Regions from separate parts of the Mus musculus genome. Here region 2 is linked to region 1. Evidence: chromatin contacts called from public promoter capture Hi-C data. All regions are on one chromosome and are shown on one strand. Each heading gives the region's core, a stretch centred on a gene start, on an enhancer-like site or on the middle of the called end of the contact. The rest is flanking DNA. Distances are from core to core; before and after follow the strand shown.

What was found. Promoter capture Hi-C pulls out the DNA fragments that hold promoters and counts their contacts.
Region 2: a promoter capture Hi-C map of liver shows a contact between it and region 1, with 2.4 times the contacts expected there. The contact joins the promoter of Lipc here to the promoter of Fam81a in region 1. A contact is called at or near these places in 3 of 39 promoter capture datasets (frontonasal cranial neural crest and liver).

The regions. Positions count from the first base shown.
Region 1 is chr9:70,137,689-70,143,182 of GRCm38.p6, reverse strand. Fam81a (family with sequence similarity 81, member A) reads left to right here and starts at 1,626. Exons shown (of 9, transcript NM_029784.2): 1 at 1,626-1,870.
Region 2 is chr9:70,933,454-70,939,255 of GRCm38.p6, reverse strand. It overlaps Lipc (lipase, hepatic), which reads left to right and starts at 4,448. Exons shown (of 9, transcript NM_008280.2): 1 at 4,448-4,780. The coding sequence starts at 4,696. The region is part of intron 2 of Gm32017 (a long non-coding RNA gene); the gene reads right to left.

The sequences.
Region 1 (5,494 bases), core at 377-2,876:
AAGGCTGCACGACCTATGAGCCCTGATCTGTCTGCCTGTCTCTGCTTCCTCAGCTCTGGAATTACAAGTGAACACCAAATCCCCATGGCTGGCATGTTTATTTATTTTGTGCATGTGGGGAGCCTGTGTGAGAATATGTGCACGACACGAGTTCTCTCTCTCTCTCTCTCTCTCTCTCTCTCTCTCTCCCTCTTCCCCCCTCTACACACACACACACACACACGCACACGCACACGCACACGCACACACACACACATATATATATGAAATTCAGAGAGGATGAAATTCAGGTCCTCACACTTGCAAGGCAAGCACTTATCTACTGAGCCATCTCCTCGCCCCCTCAAATTTATCTTAAATGGTGGAAATTCTCAGAGAACCTTTCGCCATGGGATTGGATCCCATCCGTATTTACACGCTGTGCACCAAGTGATACAGAAAGAGAAATAAACCATCACACACTAAAGAACACTATTAGGTGAGATCTCCGTGAGACAGGACTTAAGGCCATGCCCTCTGGTCAGCAGTCTTTTTTATACCCGTCTAACTATCTGATCAATATGTGTTAGGCTGCAATGGCCGGGAGGGGAGCAGAGTCCCTGCCTTCTCCATCTTCATCTTCTCCATTTCACCTTAGCAGTCTCTCTCTCTCTTTCTCTCTCTCTCTCTCTCTCTCTCTCTCTCTCTCTCTCTCTCTCTCTGTGTGTGTGTGTGTGTGTGTGTGTGTGTGTGTGTGTGTGTGTGTGTGTGTGTTTTGGGGAGTTATTACTTTACAGGCGAGTTAATTACAGAACACCCAAGACGACACATAAATAACTACAGGATCGAGAATTCCAAGACCAGAGCTTTCCCAAGTGGCTGCACAGCCTGCGTTCTTCCTAGCTTCCTTTGAATTGGGGGCAGAGGAGAGCCGCCAGACAGGAGCACCTACACTGGGTAAGCCCATGCCTCTACGTAAGAGCTATGAACCAGACGCAGTGAGGTGAGCAAAGGTGGGATCCTCCACTCTTCTTAAACCCCACCTTACGGAGAGGAAGCAAAATTGTGAGTGATTCCTGCTGAGGATCCAGCACTGATGGGAAGGAGAGCAAAGCTGGAACTCCCTGGGAGCGAGGCAGAAGGTAGGAAGAGGGCTGGGAGGAGAAACGGGCATTTTCCCAGGGGTCCTGTCTCTTGTGCGCGAGGCTTGGTGATTCCCTCATACACACTTGTCGCCTGGAGGGTTCCATCACCTGTGCAGGTGTGGCGCTGGAAGGAGCTGTTTCCTGGACTGTGGTCTCACCCCTAACTTCTCCCCAGTTTGAGGTGGGAAAAGCAGTTAACTATTTTTGTGGGAACCAGGCTTGGTACATAAGGGATGCTAGGATTCCCGGGAAAATGATTGATGACATAGAGACCTGGAAGGCTGGGCTCTCATTGAAGCATCCTTCCCTACACCTACCTCTGCCTCCAAGTCGACGCGCCCTACGACGGGACTGAGGTTCTTGTAAGCAAGTCCCCGCCCGCTGACTCCCTGCAGCGAACTGGGTGGGGACCCGCGGCGCCGCGGAAAGGCTATTTTGAGTGTGGGAACGCGGTGGGAGGAGGGGCGCCGGCGGGCTGGGCGCGGGCGCGCGGGGAAAGCCTCCAGCTCGGGCTGCCACGGCAACCGCGTCCAGGCAACGCGCCCGGAAGAGGCTCTGGGAGGCGCGCGGCGGCTCGCGCCCTTCCAGGGTGGGGGAGCCGCGAACCCCGGGCCGGGCCGCGCGCGCGCTGATTGGAGCGCGGGCCCGCAGCCGGGTTCGCCCCGCAAAGCCCCGCGCTCGCGGCCACCGCACCCAGAGCGCCGGCGACGACATGGGCAGCCTCGGCGCGCCAGATCCGCGCGCGGGTGAGTCTTCAGAGGTGTCTCCCCTCCCCACATGTCCGGGCATCCTCTAGACTCAAGCGGCGGGTGCTTCCGCAGGGACCGTCGATGTGACCTTGGAGCAACCACTCCATGGATAGGCATGGGATAGTGCTGGGGAGAGGGGGTGAGGGATGAAGCCTCGTGTGCCCCGCGTGACACTCTGGACGCGAGAGGGTTAACTGAATGCTGACGCGCAGGGCTGAAGTTAGGCGCAGAGCGCAAGTGGCATTGCATCTTCGCGGGGGCTGCAAGCTAGCAGACAGAAGAGGCCCCCGAGGGACTGTTTGAGGAGAGCCAAGGGTGTGCAGAGTTTGCCAGGACTAGGGGCAAGTCTATCATTCACAGTTGGAGCTGAGTGACCTTGGGTGGGTTAGCCACATTGCTCCCGCGGATTCTCTGGTTTTCATCCTTTGAAAGGAAGGGCTCTGGTTCTTTCCAGTTGCAGCACAAGGCTGTTTTGCTGGTACTGTGAGCTGAGGAAGGGACCCTCTGGGGATGCAAGACTTAACCATATTTATTCCGCAAGGGGTTTCCAATGAGCTGGCTCCCAAAGTAGCAAGAAATGTTACCATTTTATGGAGGGAACAGTCTGGGGTCCGGAAAGGCTCCTTAAAATGCATAGATTAAAATCCCTTCGGTGCACTTAAGTCCTGAACCCAATCAGGGTCCAAGCTGCCAAATACTTCTTTCCTGTAGTTGATCTGATAGGAAACTTTGTGTCTGAACAGGTAAAATCAAAACCCAGTAGTGGCAGGCAGTGGCAAATTAAGTGAGTCATTTCTTCAATGTGCAGAAGCTGTGTGTGTGTGTGTGTGTGTGTGTGTGTGTGTGTGTGTGTGTGTGTGACATGCGCATGCGTGCACTCAGCTTAAAGTCTGTGTATGCTGTTAAGAGGTTATTTCACAGAAATAATGTTGAACTGGTTTGGATCTACAGAGGGAATCACTTAGAACTAGGGCCAGACATTTGCATTGTTCTTTGGAGATTTGGGGTTAGGGGGCTAGCAAGATGGCTCGGTGGGGGGTGGGGGTGGGGTAAAGGTCTTTGCCATTAAACTTGAGGACCTGGGTTTGATCTCTGGAACCCACATTGTGAAAGGAGAGAATCATCCAACCCCCACAACTTGTTCTCTGACCTCCACACCCACACAAGGCACAGGAGCTAAACGAATAAATGTAATTAAAAAATTAACGAATTAGCTTTCTGAGAGTAAATACGTTCTTTATTAAGAAATGCACATTGTATCTACCTTGGCTTGTGTGTGTGTGTGTGTGTGTGTGTGTGTGTGTGTGTGTAGAGGTGACTTACAGGCTGTGGTATTTTTTCTAATTTTAGCACTGGCTGGAACTAAAAATGACACAGAGGCCATTTTTCATCCATAAACTTCCCTTTCCTCCAAGGGGCCACAACAGGTCCCCATGACTCCCATCACTGGACTGTTGAGATGCCTCTGACGTTGTGTTCCAAGGACACTCTTGATATCCATGGAAATCTGACTCTCTCTGTAAAACTGTGAGCTGGGAAGCCAAGTTTCCAGTTAGTAAGCTTTTGCCAGCTCAGCTACCTGAGGGCTTAGAAATCTTTAATGGTTTACATATTAGAAATCGCATTAGCATACAGATACAAAAGTCCTCATTGCTCAAGAATTCTGCCTGTGAGCCTACAACCCCTTTAAAGACCCACAAGTCCTGGACCTTAGATCCTTCGTTGGCAAAGGACTCATTCTCCTACCCGTGCTGGCTGCTAACCCACCGTGTCTCCTCTCATGTATCCTGCAGCCCACTCCTGTATTTTCATTTCCTGTCTCCGAGCCTGTCTCTCCCCACCCCCCTTCTCCCCTCTGCCAGGGTGTGAGCACAGCCTCCTTCACAACACCTCTTCTGAGAACCAGGATGACCTTGCCCATATTCTTTAGTGCCACCTCCAACGTATTAACTCTTAGAATGTGATACTGTCTTCTCAAGACCCTCATTCCTGTGTTCCTGGTTTGGTACTTGCCAGACCTGGTGGCCCTTCAGAATTGCTCTGCACATTTTGAAAAAGACAGGGTTTATTTAGTCTCTCAAATATCAAGATGGAATCATTAGGGTGTTGTAGGACCTTAAAAATCCAAAAACAAGCAAACAAACAAAACCCTTTCTATAAAACAAGCAAACAAACAAACAAAAAAACAAGGCTTAGGTTAGCAAAATGGCTCAGCAGAGAAAGGCACCTGTCACCAAGATGGACAACCCAAGCCAGAGGTTCAGAATCTGAGCACAGTATAAGAACAGAATGACTCTTCTAAGTGGCAGTGTGTGCTGGGACACACACACAACTTTTTTTTTTTAATTTCTTTTTTGTTTATTTGTTTGTTTGTCTAGAAAAAAAACAGAGGAGGGAGGAGGGGGAGAAAATAGCCTGTCTGGTGACTGTTGCTCACTCAGGCAGGGAAACTACTTCACTTGAGGCTCAGAAAAAGTCATAAACAACGAACTCAGGAGCAGCTGGCTTCATTCTCTGCTCTGCCAGCTTTGCTAGGGATTTTGGGTTTAGGCTGCCGCTCTCCCACTCAATGGACTGGCAGTGCCTCCGCTTTGACCTCTGTGGCTCCGCCTTTGACCCCTCCCCATGGCTCTGCCTTGACCCTTATGGCTCTGCCTGCATTTTCTTTCAACCTCTAAAATTGACCTTTAAGAACCTTCCCACATCACTGAATCTTTCCACCTACTGTGCCTGGCTTTAACCATCACGGAAGACTCCAGCTCTTTCACCCGCGTCATTGTAATGCCTCAGCCCATCTTCAGGGCTCTACATCTCCACATCTCCCATCAGCACATGTGACCTCTGAAAAACACAATGTTTTGTCTTGACAGGTTTTGACATGTTGATTTTCGGGGGGTGGGTGTGGGGGACGGGGAGGTGGGGAGTCAGAGCCTTACTATGTAGACCAGGGTATCCTCATATCCAGAGATCTGATGGCTTCTGCCTCTAGAATGCTTAGCTCAAAGGTGTGAGCCACTGTGTGCAGACTTGGACTTCTTATATTCCAGGCTCTAGTCTCAAAATCACTCTCATCGTGTTTTCTTCTCCTCGCCTGCCAAGTTATCCAGGAGAAAGTCACAAAGACCTTTGGACTGGTTTTGTTCTAAATTGATGCTGGCTCTAATTTCATGAAGGCTGGCTTTCATGTAGAAGAATTGTACTCGTCACTAACTCGCATCCACTTTGCTCTGTGCCATGGCTTTCTATCCCTTAAACGCCAGGTTCCCTTTTAGAAAATGGCCTTTGATGGATAAGATGCTGGGCCTCCACCTCTGTAAATCCAGCTGTGCCCTCCTGCGAGTCTCCAAGTATTCCTTCTCTATCTCTCCATGACCTTATTGTGTTGGTCTGGAATTCGGGGATGTCTCTGTGTCTGTCCTAAGTCTAGTCTAAACCCATTCTACAGTCTCCTTCCCTTACTCTAGTCCTGCGTGCCCCGGATTGGGAACACATTCATTTGTCAGTTTGTCATTGTCCTTTTGACTTTCTTTGCTGCCTCTTTCCTCTGCCCCACCCTCATTCTGCCATACAGTCAAGTCATCTTTTCTGTAAGAAATGGTGCTAGAGTTTCCATTCTGCTCA
Region 2 (5,802 bases), core at 3,199-5,698, 790 kb before region 1:
ACTTTAAAAACTTAATGATAAAAACACTATTTTACAAACCAGAGTGCAGTGTTGCCCAAATTAGAATGGTCTTTGAGGAACTGTGTTAGAAAAAGTAGATGATGGTGGCAGCCCCTTAGGGCTGCACTCGTGGGAAAAGCTGGCAGGAATCTGCTAGGTAGGACTGGAGCGGGAGCTCAGTTGATAGAGGCCAGGTGGCAAATTAGTGACACTCTGAGTTCTAGGTCCAGGGGGACATAAACTTGTCATGATGCCACTCACTTGTAATCCTAGCATTTGGAAGGCTGAGGCAGCAAGGTCAGAGGTTCAAGTCATCTGTTCAAGCTATAGCCTGGGACATATGAGACCCAGAGTCAGGTAGAAGGGGGGGGGGAAGAGGAGGAGGGGGAAAGAAGGGAGGGAGGGAGAGAGAGAGGGAGGGAAAGAAGGAAGGAAGGGAGGGAGTGAGGGAGGGAGGGAGGGAGGGAGGAGGAGGAGGGAGGGAAGAAGGCAGGCAGGCAGGCAAGCAGGCTGTCTTTTTCTAGGCATGGAAAAAGCTGAATGGATCTATTGACTATATATATACATTGAGGGTGTCTAAGACATTATAGTCAGGCCCTGAAGGTCCAGGAGTGATTCTTTCTACTAAGGGCACATCACCCTCATGCAACTATCTTCATAGATTATATTGGACAACCCCCCCCCCCCAGCATGTGGACATTTATTTGCTTACATGGCATCGATCAGAATAAGCACGCACACACACACACACAGACACACACACACACACACACACACACACACACACAATCTCCTAATGTTGCACAAAGAGATCTCAGAGGCTCAGCTGGTTTCATCAACTGACTGTGCATCTAAGCAGCTCTCTCCGAGTCAGCGTCTTGGCTGTAGCTCTTACTCTAGCTCAGGAGAAGTTCATTCCGTTGTTCCTGGGATGAGCCCAAAATAAGTCACTGTGATTCACTGTACCTCCTTTATGAACAAGGCACTCACCCCACGTATGGATTTCTAACACTCGTCATGGACTTGTATAGAGGTGTGACTCTTAGTCTACATATGCTGATACACAAGCACCTTTGCTGTCTATAGCTCATCTGAAGCAATGGCTCCAAATGCTTGTTTTCAGGCATCCCTGCGTTCTTTCTCTCTATTCTTCCTGTCCAACCCCAGTTGTACCACAGTTCTAGATCAGGCACAGTACTTGGGTATGAGTTGAAGGGCAAGTACTTAGTCCTCTATAATTTACTCACAAGATGGATACTGAGTGTCTGTCTGTCTGTCTGTCTGTCCTGTTGTCATCTTGACCTATTGACTTGGAAGGCTCAGCATGGCTCCAACCCAAGGCCAGGAACGCCCTTCTGCATGATGGCACACACAGAGCATTTTCTATCTAGGTCTTACCCGCTCCCAGGCTTTCTACAAAGCAAGGGACCATCCCCTCTGCTCTCAATTCCAGAGGCAAGTCTCCCCCCCCCCCCACCACCACCTCTAAGGTTTGGATGCTGTCTTTCCAGTGATGAGGGTGGAAAACCCCTTTGTGTCCCTTCAAAACATTTTAGCCCAGCTCCGTTTTTCCATGTCCTAGGACTCAAGGGTGTGGTACCATCACTAACAGACTCTTACCATCAAGTTCTGGAGGTTAACCAAGAACAATAGGGGCAGCCAGTAATGTCTGTGGAGCTACTGGCAGCTGATGGCTGCTGAAGGAGAGAGGATCAGTTTTCTTTGGGGATCCTCTTGCTCCAGGGGGATGTTTAACATTTGTGCGTTTATGGACAACAATAAATAGACTTAGCTTTTAAGACAGAGCACATGTAGTTAGGAAGTAATGGTGGTTGTGGGGACATTGGAGGGAAAGGAAAGGGGGTATATTTGATTTAAATGCATTACATGTAATACATACATATACATACATTATATGTATATCATTTATGTATAAAATTCAAATGTAAAGAAGAAATTTAGTCCTTTACTGGTCTTGGTCAGTTAGTGGTTCCCTAGCCTGGGACCTTGTGGTTTAGGAAGACAAACTCTATATAGACTGATTTTACTTTATCCTTCCTATGTGGGAGAAAGGACAAGTTAGGGGAAAGTAAGTGAGTATCATAAAATATTATCTCAGGCTGTGCTATCCCCACCTTAGAGATGAGATGATAGATGTGGCTGGTGTTATGTAACATTCTGCACAGATACCAGAGCCAGGAGACAGGCAGGCTCACTGTATTTGCTAAGTTTACCTGCAGAAGGAGGTAGGGGTTGGGAGTGCTTGCTGCAATATCCAGAAGAGAGGATAACAGGGTGATGGAAGAGGGACCCAAGGCCAAATGGTCTTAGGGGTTTGAAGATTTAAATGTTTAATGTGAAAAAAGTGGAAGTGGAGCCTGCTTAACCATGCAAAACAGGAAGGAGACACCCCCAAATCCAGAACCCAGGTCTTCAGGAACCAGGATGGCCCCTGTGTTTCAGAAAGGAAGCTCAGACACAGAGCACACAGGTTTGGGGTTGGGATCAAGACCATTCACAGCTGCCTGCATACATGCTTGTGGGCGTCAAATGCTGGCATCCGTTGTCTTTCTCAATCAGTCTCCATCTTGCGTCTCTCACCGGGACCCACTGCGTTCTAATTATGCAAGGCTGGCTTCCCAACAAGTCCCAGTGATCAGCCTGGCCCTGCCTCCCAGGCACTGGGATTACAAGAACATGCTCGTGCCTGGCTCTTTTAAAATGTGGATTTAGGGGATCAAACTCAGGTCCTCGTGCTTGTACCGCAAGCAGTTTCCTCCCTGTGTTGTCTCCCCAGCTCTCTCAGAGAGCTTTTAAGCCAGCCATTAGCAGACAACAGTTGGCACTTTGTCTGTCTGCTAACTATTTCCACCATCCACTGGAGTGTCTAAGAGCCAACTCAGACGCCCGCCACAGAGCAAAACCTGAATTGCTCCTCATTCCCCCTGCCAGACTTGTTTCACTCATCACTTCCGTGGATGGTAACCCCATTCATCTATTTGCTGAACCCCAAAGCCTCCAGTCATTCTTCACTCCCCTCTCACCTCCTCCCTCCCAGCAATCCAGGGAGTCTAGTAGTCCCACTTCTAAACAACAGCCCAGCCCCCACCCAGGCCCAGGGTTACATCACACCAGCCATCGTCACAGCTCCCTGGCTCACTCTTCAGTCAGCTCTCCTCTTTAGCCTTGCTCACATGCAAAACAACACAGATCAAATTATTTGCTCCTTTGTTCTATATGTCTGAGTCCTTTCTGTACCCCCTTCAGAGGAGTCTCCCTGCTCACGGGCCATCTTTCTGTTCTTGGAACACACCAAACATGTTCCAATCTCAGGACCTTTGCCTTAACTGTCTGAAAGTCTTTCTCCCCGCAGACTGGCCCCTTCACTCCCCTCAAGCCTTGGTTTCAGGTACAACTTCCAAGCAAGATTCACTCTGACCACTCTGTTTAAACCACTGCCTTCTCCATCACCCCTGGTATTTCTTTATTTGTACTTTATTTTTTTATTGCCGGGTGTCATCTAGCACAGGCTGACTTTGAACTCACTGTGGAGTCAGAAATGACCTTGAACTCCTGACACTCCCACCTCCTCCTGAATGCTGGGGCTATAGGCATGTGCCACCAAAGCCACTATACTAGGGATCCAGCCCAGGGTTTCATGCGTGCTAGGCAAGCACTCTACCAACTAAGCTATATTCCCAGCCAAATAGTTCTCAAACATGCATCTCTGCTTTCTACCATATAATCCTTCTCATGCCCACATTGCCCACGGCACGTAAACTCCACAAGGACTGGACTGCTTGCCTACTTTATTCACTTAACTATTCTTTAAAGCCAACAACAGCGCCTGGTACACAGTGGTGTTCAACACACAGCATTTATTTGTTCAGTGTGTCCATACTAAATCAACAACAACAACAAAATTTAAATCACACTAGAGAGCCAAGAACTCTGCAAGAGCTGCACATCACACCCTTTCTTGCCTGCTTTTGCTGAATGACCTTGCTTCACAGCCCTCTACTCTTGGCTGGACATTAATTAACCCAGTGAGTGCATTTATCCTGGGGTATCTCTCAACGGGGCCCTCAGCGAGACTCTGGTCTTTGCTTCTCACCCAGTTCCTTCTTAACCTGACCTCACCAGGCTCCAGCTCCTCTTTCAGCTATAAGACATGCTGCCCCATCACAATTACACCACAGGTGCCAGAAACATGGCTGAACTCAACAGGAAGCAGAGTCCCTGGGGGTGGGGGCTTTCATCTCTCTTTGGGATTGGCATGCGACTAGAAAGACCAGGACCACGACACTACCTCCCATTCAAGTACTATGGGGGGGGGCGGTAAAGCAGGCAATAATACAGAGGTCACCCAGCTGACCTTTGGTCAAATGTCCAAACACAGCACACTGACTCTCAATTGATTGATTCTGAACTATGAGCTTGGCTCAAGAGGAAAGAAGACCTGGCGAGGTGTTTTATTTCCAAAACTTATCGAGATAAAAAGTGCTTCTGTGGGTCAATCTAGATATTGATAGATTTGGACTGGAGAAGGTAAAGAAAGTGTTTAAATTCTAGGTAACGTGTTTTAAGGTTAATAATTAATGGGGGCCTTCCCCAGCTGAGCACCAAGAAGCACTCTGGTCTCTTTAGTTCTAGACATTAGCAAGAAGACCTCAGACCCCAGGTGAGGCCAGAGACATGGGAAATCCCCTCCAAATCTCCATTTTCCTGGTGTTCTGCATCTTTATCCAATCAAGTGCTTGTGGACAAGGCGTGGGAACAGGTAAGTGTTTATCTTTTCTCTAGAAATGGCCGTGAATTTTTTTTTGGTCTTGACTGTGTTGCAGAGATTGACATTGGGATGGGATCTGCTTCAGAGCTCATGAAGTGGTTCTATGAGTGGCTCCCAAGGTACCCAGAGCTGTGTAGCACTTTGTAAAAGGGACCGTATTTTCAAAAAGAGTAGATGAGAGTAGATGACAGGGAAAAAAAAAAGCCCCTGTAACGGGCAGTGTGGCCTCTTACAGGTGTCATATGGACACCATGGGAAAAGTTTTTTTTTCAGCAGACAATGACCTGAAAGACTTGAAAGACAATGACCTGAAAGACTTGGGATCATCCTTAAAGTTCATTTGAATTCTAATTTGTCATCTGGGAGCCATCAAACGCTCTGTCCTATTGGGGTTGTGAAATCGCCTTGCTCTCTCCCAAGAGAAGGGAATCTGAGTCCTGTTTCTAGTCCTGCCTAAAGCAGAGATGTCATTCGCATGTTTCCTAGTCTTTACATTTTTCTGGCAAAGCTTTTCTCCTGAGCTGAAGGAGCCGCCGCCATCAGTCTTTTTAGTCCATGGCTTTATAAACTACAGTGATGGCCAAGGATAGACTTCCATGCCCTGCCAGGCAGATGGGGTCCAGGTTCCTGGCTGAATGGCGTGTTAGATCAGTAAATGGTAGGATTGACTGGACAACTTGACCAAATTAGACAGGGGTTTGGAACCTTGCTTCTGTGCCCATTGTCATGAAGATCTGCTGGCCTAGAATGTTTAAAATTTTGATGGATGGATGGATGGATGGATGGATGGATGGATGGATGGATGGATGGGTGGATGGATGGATGGATGGATGGATTTGGAGACAGGGTCTGTGTAACCCAGGCTAGGGTCGACATTGAGATCCTCTTGAGCACTGAGGAGCACTGAGGTCACAGACTTGAGCATCTATATCCACCGGAGACTTAAACTTTTCTTTCCTCAAGGATGAACTAGAAAGATGGTTCAATGGTTAAGTGTGATTGCTGTTCTTCCA